Linked DNA regions of Mus musculus: all the other regions are linked to region 3. A link is a contact called in public promoter capture Hi-C data. All regions are on one chromosome and are shown on one strand. Each heading gives the region's core, a stretch centred on a gene start, on an enhancer-like site or on the middle of the called end of the contact. The rest is flanking DNA. Distances are from core to core; before and after follow the strand shown. Region 1 holds the start of Foxd2 (forkhead box D2). Region 2 holds the start of Stil (Scl/Tal1 interrupting locus). Region 3 holds the start of Spata6 (spermatogenesis associated 6). Region 4 holds the start of Mob3c (MOB kinase activator 3C).

Region 1 (2,874 bases), core at 304-2,803, 3.2 Mb after region 3:
AAAAGTGGCAGCCACTGAGGCCCGCGACTTTGCTGGCAAACGAGGGCCCTGAAGACAGGAGTGAGTCCCCTGGGTGCGAGAGGCGGATGTGGCCAGCCACCGGAGTCAGGGCCGGGGCAGTCAGCATGGCCAAGACTTGGGCTTGACCCCCAGGACCTGCGGCTGCGGCGAATGGCGATCCCGGAGAACCGTCGCCGCTGCCCGGGGGTGCGGCCCCGCCACCACCGTGGCCCATGATGTGGTCTATAGAAAAGGAAGGCCTCTGGCCTGTCCCCGCGCCCCCGCCACCCGCACCACCGCCGGCGTCCGTCTTGAGGCCCTGACGCAGGAGTGCAGTGGACAGGCTAGCCGCTGTGCCAGCTGCGGGGGGACTCAAGGACGCGGGGTAGAAAGCCTTGGCGCAACCCAGCTCTGCGCCTAGGAAGGCAGGCAGCCCTGCGGGGCTCGGGCCAGATCCCGGGGCAGGCGCAGGGGCCGGCGCCGAGGCCGCGCTTGCGAAGACCGAGGCCGTCGGAGGTCCGGGAGGAGGCGCCGCGGCGCGGCCCGGGGGAACTGACAGCTGGCAAGGCGCGGTGGCGGCGAAGGCGAAGGCGTGCGGGTGCGGATGCGGGTGTGGGGCCGGGCCCGGTGGAGGTGCACCGTAGGCCGGGAGCGCCAGCCCGTAGCCGTAGCCGTAAGCGCCGTAAGCGGCGAAGCTCGAGAGGAAGGCGCCAGGGTCCCCGGCCGCGGCAGCCCCGCCACGCAACAGCAGCTCCGGGTGAGGATGCGGGTGTGGATGCGGTGGCGGCAGAGGCTGCCGCTTGAAGCGCTTGCGGCGCCGCAGGAAACTGCCGTTGTCGAACATGTCGGCCGACTCCGGGTCGAGCGTCCAGTAGTTGCCCTTGCCCGGGTTGCCCGGCTCGCGGGGGATCTTAACGAAGCAGTCGTTGAGGGAGAGGTTGTGGCGGATGCTATTCTGCCAGGCAGGGAACTTCTCCCGGTAGTAGGGGAAGCGGCCGCTGATGAACTCGCAGATCTCGCTCAGCGTCAGGCGCTTCTTGGGGCTCTGCAGGATGGCCATGGTGATGAGGGCGATGTACGAATAAGGTGGTTTCACCAGAGGGCTCCGTGTCGCCGCGCCCCCCGACGGCGGCCCGGGTCCCGGCCCCGGCCCCGTTGCGCCTCGGGCTGCCTGCACGCCGGGCCCCGGGCTTCCCGCTGCGGCCGCCGCCCCCCGGGGCGCTAGAGCGCGGGGCTCGCAGTCAGAGCAACCTCCCGACTCTTCCTCGTCCTCAGCCACGTCCGCCTCGGCTTCCTCCGGGGGAGGCTCGTGGCCGTGAGGGAGCACGTCCCGAGGGGCGCGGGGCCCGGAGCGGGCTGTGAGCTCCCCCCCACCGCTGCCGCCGCCCACCACGTCTATGTCTGCGTCGGGCTCAGACAGCGCGGCCGGGGAGCTCTCGGAGGACATGATCTCGCAGCAGCAGCTGCCCAGGGTCATGGTGCCGCCGCCGCCGCCGCCGCCTCCTCCGCCGCCTCCTCCGCCGCCGCTCTCCGGCTCCGCTCGGCCCGCGGCTCCGGCTCCGCCGTGCTGCCTCTCCGACCAGTGTGTTTTGCGCGCGGGCGGGGAGGGGGCGGAGGACAGGGAGGGGATGTCCCCTAGCTCCTCAGCGCCCCCTGGTGTTGAAACTCTAGGACTTTCACCCTGCAGGGCGCACCCAACCGGTGCTGCCCCGGGACTAGAAAACCAGGCACTGGAGAAGAGCAGTAAAGCAGCCCGTTACTCGGTCGAATCTGGGCTTCTGGGCCCCTAGACACATAAGTGGGGCTTCAGGAGATTAGTCCCTCCCGCCTGGTGGCAGCCTAAGGCGGAAGAACTGTGGGCCCGGGGCGGAGCTCTCTGGGCAGGGTGGGGCGGGGAAGGAAGGGGGCGGGCAGAGGTCCTCTGCTCCCGGGCCCGGCGGGAACAAACTGCCGCGGTGGCGGGAGCTAGGCTCGCTTGGCTGGAGGCGGGTCATCCTTCTCCTCGCAGCTCCCGCAACCCCGTGGCTCCCTGGAGCCACCACCACCTTCAGTGCGCTCAGTTACTGGAAGTCAAAGCTTATGCCGGCGCAGCTGCATCTGGTGGTGGCAGTGGCTACAAACCTCCTCTCCTCATCTCCCCAAGGCGGCGCCCGGGCCACCCGGGCCGAAGCGCGGATGGATCGCCAGTGAGCCGAGATGGCCAGACCGACGCCGCGGACAAGGACCTACTGGAGGCTAAGGGAGTTCTGGAGGACAAGTGAAGAGAGTGATCCAGAGGAACAAACTCGGGCGCCGGAAGATCCTACTCAGATAGGTGAGAAATGTCTGCGGTGGTCCTCTCTTTCCCCTCCAAGGCCCTGGCCCTGCCACTGTCCCCAGGAAGACCGTCTGCTCTCACTCCTCTTAGTGATTCGTCTCCGCATTCGCCGCATTCTCCGCACACCCACAGGTCCTTAGCTTGGGTTTGCAGGATTGATTTTTTTTTTTTTTTTTTTTTTTTTGTCTCAGCATCTCAATCTTTATAATTGTCTCTCTTGACCCCCGTGCATATCCTGCGGAAACTGAGTTTTCCTGGATGTTTGTTCCTAAGTCTAACAATCCCGCTCTTAATTTCCGGATTTAGAGACTCTTACAACAGAACTCTCACGGAGATGTCCCCCCGAAGAAACTTAACCTCATCCCTGGGCCAGTGTTGCCCTTTTATCTGGGGACTTTCTCCACAGAAGGTTGGTCCAGTATGCTTTTTCTGCTAGCCAGATTCTTTTGCCCATCTTTATCCCTCTTCCCTACTCTTCCTCTAGGACCCAGAAACAAGTTGCTCAGGTTTATACTGAGCCCATTTCAACCTCTTGGGGCTGGAAGGGATTGGGAGAA
Region 2 (3,057 bases), core at 330-2,829, 3.3 Mb after region 3:
CACTTGAGTTCTCATGATGCTTCAGCTTCTCCGATGTTTCCTCTTGTTTTTCCTGATTTTTTTTTTTTTTTCTAAGACAGGGATCTCCAAGACAGCCTTGGCTGTCCTGGAACTAGCTCTGTAGACCACGGTGGCCTTGAACTCACAGTGGTGGGATTAACGGTGTGCACTACCACAAGCACTGGGTTTCATAACCTTTTAAGATTTATTTATGGGCTATGCATGTGTGGCAGCCAGGGATGGGTGTGCCCAAGGAGGCCAGAAGACAACTGTGATCTATCTAACCAGGATGCCGGCAACCAAGATGATCTGCAAGATCAGCAAGTGCTCTTAACCACTGAGCTATCTCTACAGCCCCAGATTTTACCTGTTAAAAGTATTTACTTAGTGTGTGGTGCTAGTCACTCAACCCAGGACCCTGCACATGCTGGGGTCCTACACTACTACTTAGCTGCATACTAGCCTCCCAGAACAGTCTCAGATATACAGAAAATAAATGAAGCACACCTCCCACGCACTTTCCTCTTTTTTTTTTTAACATCTTATATAAGTATGTACATTTGTTTCTATTAACCCAACATTGATACATTATTAATTTAAAGTCTTTTATGTATTTAGATTTTTACCTGCCTTTTAAAAAATACACAAAGTTTAATGTAACATGAACTAATCCTAAGAACACGTTTGCTACCTTCCCCTAACACTATAGACGTGCTTCCTTTTTAATTTAAGTCTTTTCTTGTTTTGTTTTAATTACAACGAATGCCTGATCATCTCAAAGATCTCCAACATGGACCTCTGGCAGCACGCACACATAAATCACACACCACAACTGTCCCCAATATCAGCACTGGAAATAAGTATAAATAGCCACCAGTATTTTCTGTTCAACGAGAAGGAATTTCCCAAAATTGGTAAGATCGATCATATTTTAGAAACAACTTAAAGCAAATTTAACCTCCTCTATCTCTGATCATCTAAGGGCTTGAAAACTTTTTTTCTCCTGAGACAGGGTCTCATGCAGACCAAGTTGGTCTTTGATTTGCTTCGTAGCTTAGAAGACCTCTCTGCCTCCACCCACCTCTTCAAAGCTGGGACTAAGGCGGCGCACCACCACACTCGACTCTAGTCTTTTGAGACAGGGTCTCTAAATAATTCCAGCTTGTCTCTAACTCGTGGCGAGCCTCCTGTCTCAGCACCTGCCTCGGAAGAGCGCAGGAATTACAGGGGAGAACCAAGCTTGGCTAAGTGGATCCCAGCAGTCAGACCACAATCTGTGCAGGAAGCACTTCCAGCAAACCAGCCGGGATTTCTTTTTTTAACTGCGCATGCGTTTGGCCAATGCCAGCCAAACCGGAACTTAACCGTTGACCAAATGAAGGTTTAAATCCTCTGAGTAGTGACACAGAGCTGCGATGGCGCCCTCGGTTCTTTAAAGAACCTTGGGATAGGGCGAGCGCTAATCCCAGGCTGGGCTCCGATTGGTCGTCACAGCAGTCTGCAGTTGAGACGTTGCGTGACGACCGTGGTACCGCCCCTGCAGCGGGACTGGCCGGGCTTCTGGCCAATCAGCAGGCGCGGCGCGCCCTTTGGTTCCCTCCAGCGAGCGCTTGCCGCCTCGGTTCCCGCGACCCCAACGTCCCAGAGGCGGGGCCGCAGTCATCTGAGACGCTACCTGGATCCTGACTCTGCGTGCCCAACAAACGGGCCCAACAACCAAACCCTAGCTTGGCGGCGGCCGTGACAACAGCGACGGTGGATCTTTGAGCTCCTGATTCCCCGAGGCGCCCTACGGGCCCGGGAAGCACGGTGAGTAACAAGCGGCCTGTAAGGTCGGAGTTAGCGCGGTGGAACCGATGACCACAGGGCCGCCAGGGGAGAAAGAAGGCGGACCTCACTGCTAAAAAATGGGAAAGAAGTTTACATTGTGACGTGCCTCAGATTGACTTCACTGTAGAAATTTCTTGGAGACTGAAACCCTGATCCTTGCTTTTTTGCATTCTTTCTATCTGACCCAGACTGTGTAAGGAATCTATTACGTGTTTATAGTCCGTGGTCTACAGGAAGTAGACCTATGTCAAAAGTGAGGCGTGGACGTACAGTGTCTGAACACAAAGACAGTGATGTCACCCTGAGAGATTGCACATTCGTGTTGGGGGTTGGATGATAGGATTTAGTAGGAAATTCCAAAGGAAGGGGAGGACAGCCTGTGTAGTCCTATCGACTGCTGATAGTCGAGTTAGGACTGGAGGATGAGTGACCGGGGTTATGGTTGCAGTAATTGGGTAGGACCTTAATATGAAGGGTTTTTATTTTATATATGAAGAAAAGCTATTGACTTTCTAGTCAGGGGAAAAACTTGTACATAAACCCATTTGTGTCTGCACTGGAGGGACTTGTCAGTAAATCTGGCTGGGCTGAGGAGGACAGCTAAGGTGGGAGGCCAGAAAGAACTTTCTATGGGTAAGAGGGAGAAGAGGTGAGGGTGACTTGATGGTCCTCATTTGCTGCACAATGAAGACATTCCCTGAGCAGACTATTTTTGTTAGGTACAGGTTTGTACAGCTTTGGCTCCATTAGCTTTATAAGTAATACTATCAAGATGAGCTAGTTATCAAATCTCATTTGGTGGCTTTCAGATGAGAAAGACCTAATGCATGAAAGGAGAGACAGGCACTTAAGTCATTCCTGTTGGTGAGGAAAACTTATACTTTGTGGGGGTAGAGTTATCAGTGTGATTACTGATACCATGGCAGTCAACTGCTAAAGAAAGGCTTCTTTTAAAACAAGCAAACAAACAAACAAGAAAAACAAGCCTGTATTTCAAGAAGTTTCATATCTCTGGGATAAGTTTTAATTGATCCTTAAAGGTTATATCCAGTAGAACTTTGCTCTCCCAATATTTTTAGCCTTAGACTATATAGAAAAGGTCTCTTCTAAATGACTTACACCTTTGTTAGTAATCCTCTATCTTGAGTCAGATGATTCATTTTTTAAATTTTTCATTAGTGTTTAAAATGTATTTATTGTGTGTTCATGTGTGTGCATGTGCACATG
Region 3 (2,814 bases), core at 208-2,707:
ATCCATGGTGCAAAAAGTGGAAAAAAAAGCAGTCATATTTTTCTTGATGAAGCAGGAATTGGTGCAGCTTTGGAAGATGTTGCGTATTACTCTAAAGACCCCACATGTGCAAAGCCTGCACAGGCTTTCCAACTCAATACATACACATATATTAACAGACATATTCTAAAGGTTTAAAAATTATTTATCTCTGTGTTTCCATGTATACATACACATAAGTCTATCAGGATACCAGAAGTCACACCAAATCCCCTGTAGCTGGAGTTACAGGTAGCTGTAAGCTGCCCAACGTGGGTACTGGAAATTGAACTCTAGTCCTCTGGAACAGCGTGCTTTCAATTGCTGAACTACCTCTCAGTTGCTAACATATTTCAGAACCTTCATAACAGTATTGTTAATGAAAGCTAAAATATGAACGATACAAGTGCTCATCAAAAGTACATAGGATAAAGAATGTACACATAAGTCGTTGTATATTTCTGTATCATAAGGAGATAAACAAATCACAGAATATATAAGTATTAAATCTATTTAACATAAAAAAGACAAATTGAGCAGAATGTAGTTTGGAAATGCATAGAAGACTTACAGTAATGGAGGTCATTGCAGGGTTTACTATCAGGGAAAAGTTGGTAAGGCAATGCTCAAGGCATTTTCTTTTTCTTTTTCTTTTCTTTTCTTTTTTTTTTTTTTTTTTTTTTTTTTGGCTCAGTAACATCCTGTTTCTCAACTGGGTGATAAAATCACAGGTACTTTCCTCTCCATTGTTAGAATGTGCTCTAAAGTTAATGTATTAAAATTAACTTTAACATGGACTTTAACTCGACAGTTTGTTAGGTTCTTTTTATCTTTGAAGGTCTATGGCTAGGCTCCTCTATTCTGTGAGTCTGTTATTGAGAGTTCAGCCTGGGCAACAGGCATTGAGATTTGCGTAGTGGTGAACTAGACAGGAAATCCTGAAAGGAAATAGGGGCACACTGACAGAGAATCACAAAACAAGTGACTAATAAGAGGACCATAATAGTGATTCCAGAAGGCGTCTGGGATTTTACTTGAGAGATCCTGGGTTCCAGCCCTGTTTTGCCTTTGTCTTGGGCGATATTTTCCTATTTCTTATATTGGTTTTGTAAATTGTATCATAAAATACAAACTCAAGGAAGATTACTAATTATAGGATAGTTAGGAAAACTGAAACTACAGGTGTCAGCCTGTAGTTTCAGTTTTCCTAACTGAATTTGCTCATGAAACCCAGGGTTCTCAGTTCTGGGTTGAGGCCCACAGCACAGCTAGCTGTTCCCTTTCCTATGATTTGCACTCATAACTTTACGTCACAGAAGAGCCGCTCAGCCCCACCCACTGAAGCCCCTCCCACCACAATCCGGGCCCCGCCCACTGCCTCTTGCTCCGTAGTGTCCGGCCTTGGCGTGGCTCTTCCGGCCCCGCCCCTCCAGGCTGCCATGACAACGAGTCCGCGCCCCGCGCTCAGCTGCTGTTCGGGCGGGACCCAGGCTGGACCGCGGGCCCCGGCCTGGGGGCCACAGCTGCCACCTCCGCCGCCACCTCATCTCCTCCCTGTCCCTCGTCCCGCCCCGCGTCTTCCCGCCGTAGTCGGGCCGGAGGCCGGGGTCCCTCCCCGCCGCCCTACCCTGCGCGGATGCCGAAGGTGAAGGCGCTGCAATGCGCCCTGGCGCTGGAGATCCGCTCTGTGAGTACCGGCCCTGTCCCGCCTCAGCCTCCAAGTCCGCTGCCCGCCCCCGGCCCTGGGGGACTCCTGGAAATCTCCAGTGCTTTCCCACTCCAGCCTCTCGGGGGCCTCACCCCAACTTCCAGTTGGAGTGCTTTTGGATCTCTTCCTCACCACTTCGGAGTTCCGCTCCTGGGGCAGTAGTTCCTTTGAATTCTGCTTTACTCTTTTGGTGAGGAACTCCTGAACCCTTGCTCCAGTCTGGGGTGTGTAGCATTTCCGCTTTCAGATCCTTCCCCTAGCTTCCAGTTAAAGTAGGAACGCCTTTTCAGTCATGGTGGAGTCCCTAACTCCAAAAACAACTTACTTGTGACGTCATTGCACCAAGTTTTCTTAGTTTCTCCTCTCAGAATAAACCCAACTCCTCAGAAGCCACTTCAGCTCTTCCCTCCAGTACCCAAACACTCCAGACTTTGCATCCTTCCAATCCTCCCAAGAAAGACCTGGTCAGCTTTTCGGACAACTACTGCTTGGAGCTTGTAACTCCACTCATCTACTCTCAATTCAGGGGACTCTGTCCAGCCTCCTTCAGTAAATCTAGTTGAGGTGGGGAGCCCCTCCTGCCATCCAGTGAGGGGCTGAGGTCTTTCCGGGTGTTGAGAAGCCCCAACTCCCTTTGATAACTGCAGTCTCCTTCAGAGATTTTTGAAGTCCTTCAGTGTCATTCCCAAGAGACCCCCTTTCTCCCCTTAGAGGAGAGGCATTCTAGGAGAACCTCTTCAATTTCTTATTCTGCTGCTTTTCACGCCTTTATCCTTGAAATGCCCTCATTAAGACTCAGCCTACTTGTTGGTATCACTGCATAAGTAGGGATAACAGTACATATTCCCTGTCATTTTCTGGGCCTGCCCCAAGGGGCTCTCTGGCATTACCACCCCCACCCCTGTTGGCCTCCAAACTAAGCTTTTCTCTGCACTTACCCCACGCTTGCTGCACTCACTTCTTTCTGGCCTTCATTTCCTCTCCTTGTGGCTGCAGCAGCCCTGAACTTAAACCAGCATAGAAGTCACAAAATTCTTTCAAGTCTTTTGTTCAGTCTTAAGGAGAAGCTTGGGTGGGGGCAGGGAGCT
Region 4 (3,040 bases), core at 4-2,503, 4.1 Mb after region 3:
CAGCAAGAGTCTGGAACAGTGGTGAAGAAATGGAGGTGGATGGACACCTGTGCTCTATTGGCTCCCCCACCCTCACCCACCTTTCTGTTAGTTTAGTTCAGGATGGCAGGAGACACATTCAAGGAGAGCCAGTCCTCCTCAGTTAAACAACCCCTTGGGAATACACACTCCCAGAGAGGCGACTCCTTGGTAGTTCCGAAGCTAGTGAAGCTAACAATGAAGGTTAACCATAGCACTCACCTAGTAGAACTCTGTCTTCAACCTCCTCACCCTAGGCAGATCCTGCAGACAGGTTCCTGGGGCCAAGCCATGGTATGCATTGAGCACTGATGTGGGATAGCAGCCTGTTTCCAGGGGAGGAATCTAGGTAGAAGAGTGGGTAGTGTAGATCAAGTATGCAAAGGTTTGGAGCCAGATGGAACAGGCTGGGAGAGAAGCCATTCTAAAGAACAACAGAGACAAAGGAAGATAGGAAATGGGTAACTTTGGATGGTGTGAGAGTCTACAGAACCAGAACCAGGTGCAAGGAAGGCGAGGTCTTCTTTGAACATTCTTTGGGAATGTTTCTGTCTGGACTGACCCAGTCCACGGCTCCCATACGTGTGCTATTCATTTAAGTGTTTGGTTGTTTTGGTTTGGTTTGGTTTGGTTTTGGTTTTGGTGTTTTGTTTTGTTTTGTTTTGTTTTGTTTTGTTTTGTTTTGTTTTTAAGAGAGAGAGAGACCATCTTACCACCTAGCCCTGGCTAGCCTGGCTGGCTAGCAGCCTGGAACTCAAAGATTTGCCTGCCTCTACCTCGCTAGTGTTGAAATTAAAGACATGCGCCATCCACCAGCAGCAGCCTCCAGTGGTGGGTTTTGAGTTGCTCTGTATGGCAGTGGACTGAAGCTGAACACATTGGCTGCTAGGAACTTTTATTGAATTCAAAGACAAGTGAAGCTCAGATAACTGCAGGAGGGCTAGGAAACCATTCAAACCACAGCGGTTTTTCTTTCTGCTTCAGGCGGAAGCTAAACTTGTTCCCATTCTACAGCCTATGAATCTGAGGCTATCTCCTTAGGGAAGATCCAGGCGGTCCTTTGGGGCGGCTCCTCAGTTAGTCCTTTGCCCTCGGGGAGACAGCGAGCCCGATCGGACTTCCCACTTCCCGGAAAGGCTAAAGAGAAGAGTAAGTATCCTGGGACGGGGGAGTCCCTTTCCCCGCCCCTCCCCGCCCCGTGGCCGCGGCGTGGCTGAGCCTGGGGCGGAGCTGGCGTCTCCTCGAGCACTGGCGGCGGGACGGCGGCCGCGGCCCAGATCAGACTGGTGGGTAGACGCTGAGACCCGCACGGCGGGATCACAGGCCGGAGGACGACCGGCGCGTTGCGGTGTGGCCGCAGGGACAGAGACCCGGAGCTGTCCACTCAGGCGGAGCGGGTGAGTGAGCGCCGCGTCTCCGCGCCCCCCAGGGCCCAGTCTTGCTTCCACTTTTAGTTCTTCTTGGTCCTCGCGTGGCACCTTCTGGAAGCGACTCCGGCCCAAAAGCAGGCTGGCCACAGTCCTCAGCCCAGGGTCCGAGGCTCTCAGTGTCCGAAGTCCGGGGTGGGGGTGGCGGTAGCTGGCGGTGGTGGGGGGCGTGTCTTCAGGAGCGGAAATGTCAGGCTGGCTCCTCTGGGTCCTAGGACCTGTTTGGCCCTAACAGCTGAAGCTAAGGGGAGGTTCTTAGGAGCTCGCGGGAGGTAGGGGCGGGTCTGGCTGGACAGCGCTGCGTCTGTCGCTCCCTCTTTCTCTGAGAATCTCAAACTTAGATCTTGTCCCGCAGGGCGTGCTAGGCTAGATTCTGAGTTCAAACTGGGACCATCTTCTGGCTGATTCTAAGCCAGACTAAGGAAGGAGCAGGTGTGTCCCTGGCAGGGGACGAGGTAAGACAAACAGGCAGTGTCAGTCAGCCTGTGCTCTTCATCTAGGAAGATTAAATGCTTGGTCACGGAGTAAGCAAACCACTGACCACCTACCTAGTAATTAAAGTGGGGGGTCCACAGGGAAGAGGAAGAGAGGCTCCGTGTGAGGCTGGGAGAGGATAGTGCTAACAGACGGGATGCCCTCTTAGCTTACCTTCCGTACTCACCTCCAAGTTTACTCTTTCTAGGAAAAGTCCTGGGGCCTAAAGTTCTATACTAAGGAGGTGGGGCCTCTCTACTCCCTTCCTTCACAATTATCTATATCAGGCCAGTGGCCAGACAGCAGGAAAGGGACACTTTGTACCTTGTCATAGGCTGAGTCCCTTTTTATACCAGTCCCCTACTTCTAACTTGCTGTGCAAATTCAGGCTCCTCAAATCCTCCTCCTAGGCCTCAGTTTCGCCATCTGTTCATGTGGGACGTACCACTTGACCTCTCAGCTATCCCAACGTGTGTGTGTATGTGTGTGTGTGTGTGTGTGTGTGTGTGTGTGTGTGTGGTGCTGTGGGTATATGAAGATGGGCATGCAGAGATGGAGGCCCAGAGCTGATATCAGTTCTTTCCCCCTCACTTTTCATTTATTGAGAGGCAAGATTTACTTTCAAAACTTAATTACATTTATTTATGTGTGTCCACACACTTGCTCATGCATGCACGTATGAGCTCGGGAACACACACATTTATGTGCGCATTACAGTGCACATGTGGAGGTCAGAGACAGTTTGTGGGAGTGCTCTCCTTCCACCATGTTGGTCCCAAGAATCAAACTCAGGCAAGTTTACCCACTGAGACATCTCCCCAGCCAACTCTAAGACTCTAGAGTCTAAGCTAAAGCCTAGCCACCAACTTAAGTCCTGACGGAGAGGGGTAGGAACAAGCAGTCAGAGAAGCCACACACAAGGTTGGGATCTGGAGGAAGCTGCCAAAGAAGGGATCATTCGGTCAGATAGAAAGAGAAAACAGAAACTGACCAGCAAAAGACACACAGGCAGGACAGTGAGGACATGTTTAGGGATCAAGAAGAATCCCAGGGTGGCTGCTGGAGGCCGGTGGGTCAGGAAAGGTAGGCTGTGGAATTGAAAGGCAGAGTGAGAGAATCTG

Evidence for each region. Promoter capture Hi-C pulls out the DNA fragments that hold promoters and counts their contacts.
Region 1: a promoter capture Hi-C map of pre-B cells shows a contact between it and region 3. The contact joins the promoter of Foxd2 here to the promoter of Spata6 in region 3. A contact is called at or near these places in 4 of 39 promoter capture datasets (cranial neural crest, maxillary cranial neural crest, pre-B cells and 1 more).
Region 2: a promoter capture Hi-C map of pre-B cells shows a contact between it and region 3. The contact joins the promoter of Stil here to the promoter of Spata6 in region 3. A contact is called at or near these places in 5 of 39 promoter capture datasets (the C10 cell line, cranial neural crest, maxillary cranial neural crest and 2 more) and 2 of 484 Hi-C or Micro-C datasets (B cells and LSK cells).
Region 4: a contact with region 3 is called in a promoter capture Hi-C map of pre-B cells. The contact joins the promoter of Mob3c here to the promoter of Spata6 in region 3. A contact is called at or near these places in 2 of 39 promoter capture datasets (cranial neural crest and pre-B cells).

The regions. Positions count from the first base shown.
Region 1 is chr4:114,907,345-114,910,218 of GRCm38.p6, forward strand. It overlaps Foxd2 (forkhead box D2), which reads right to left and starts at 1,554. Exons shown (of 1, transcript NM_008593.3): 1 at 1-1,554. The coding sequence starts at 1,477. Foxd2os (forkhead box D2, opposite strand) reads left to right here and starts at 1,913. Exons shown (of 4, transcript NR_030721.2): 1 at 1,913-2,314.
Region 2 is chr4:114,998,539-115,001,595 of GRCm38.p6, forward strand. It overlaps Stil (Scl/Tal1 interrupting locus), which reads left to right and starts at 1,580. Exons shown (of 17, transcript NM_009185.3): 1 at 1,580-1,809.
Region 3 is chr4:111,718,553-111,721,366 of GRCm38.p6, forward strand. Spata6 (spermatogenesis associated 6) reads left to right here and starts at 1,458. Exons shown (of 13, transcript NM_026470.3): 1 at 1,458-1,705. The coding sequence starts at 1,655. Gm33192 (a long non-coding RNA gene) reads right to left here and starts at 2,797. Exons shown (of 2, transcript XR_376552.3): 1 at 2,665-2,797.
Region 4 is chr4:115,826,827-115,829,866 of GRCm38.p6, forward strand. Mob3c (MOB kinase activator 3C) reads left to right here and starts at 1,254. Exons shown (of 4, transcript NM_175308.5): 1 at 1,254-1,415.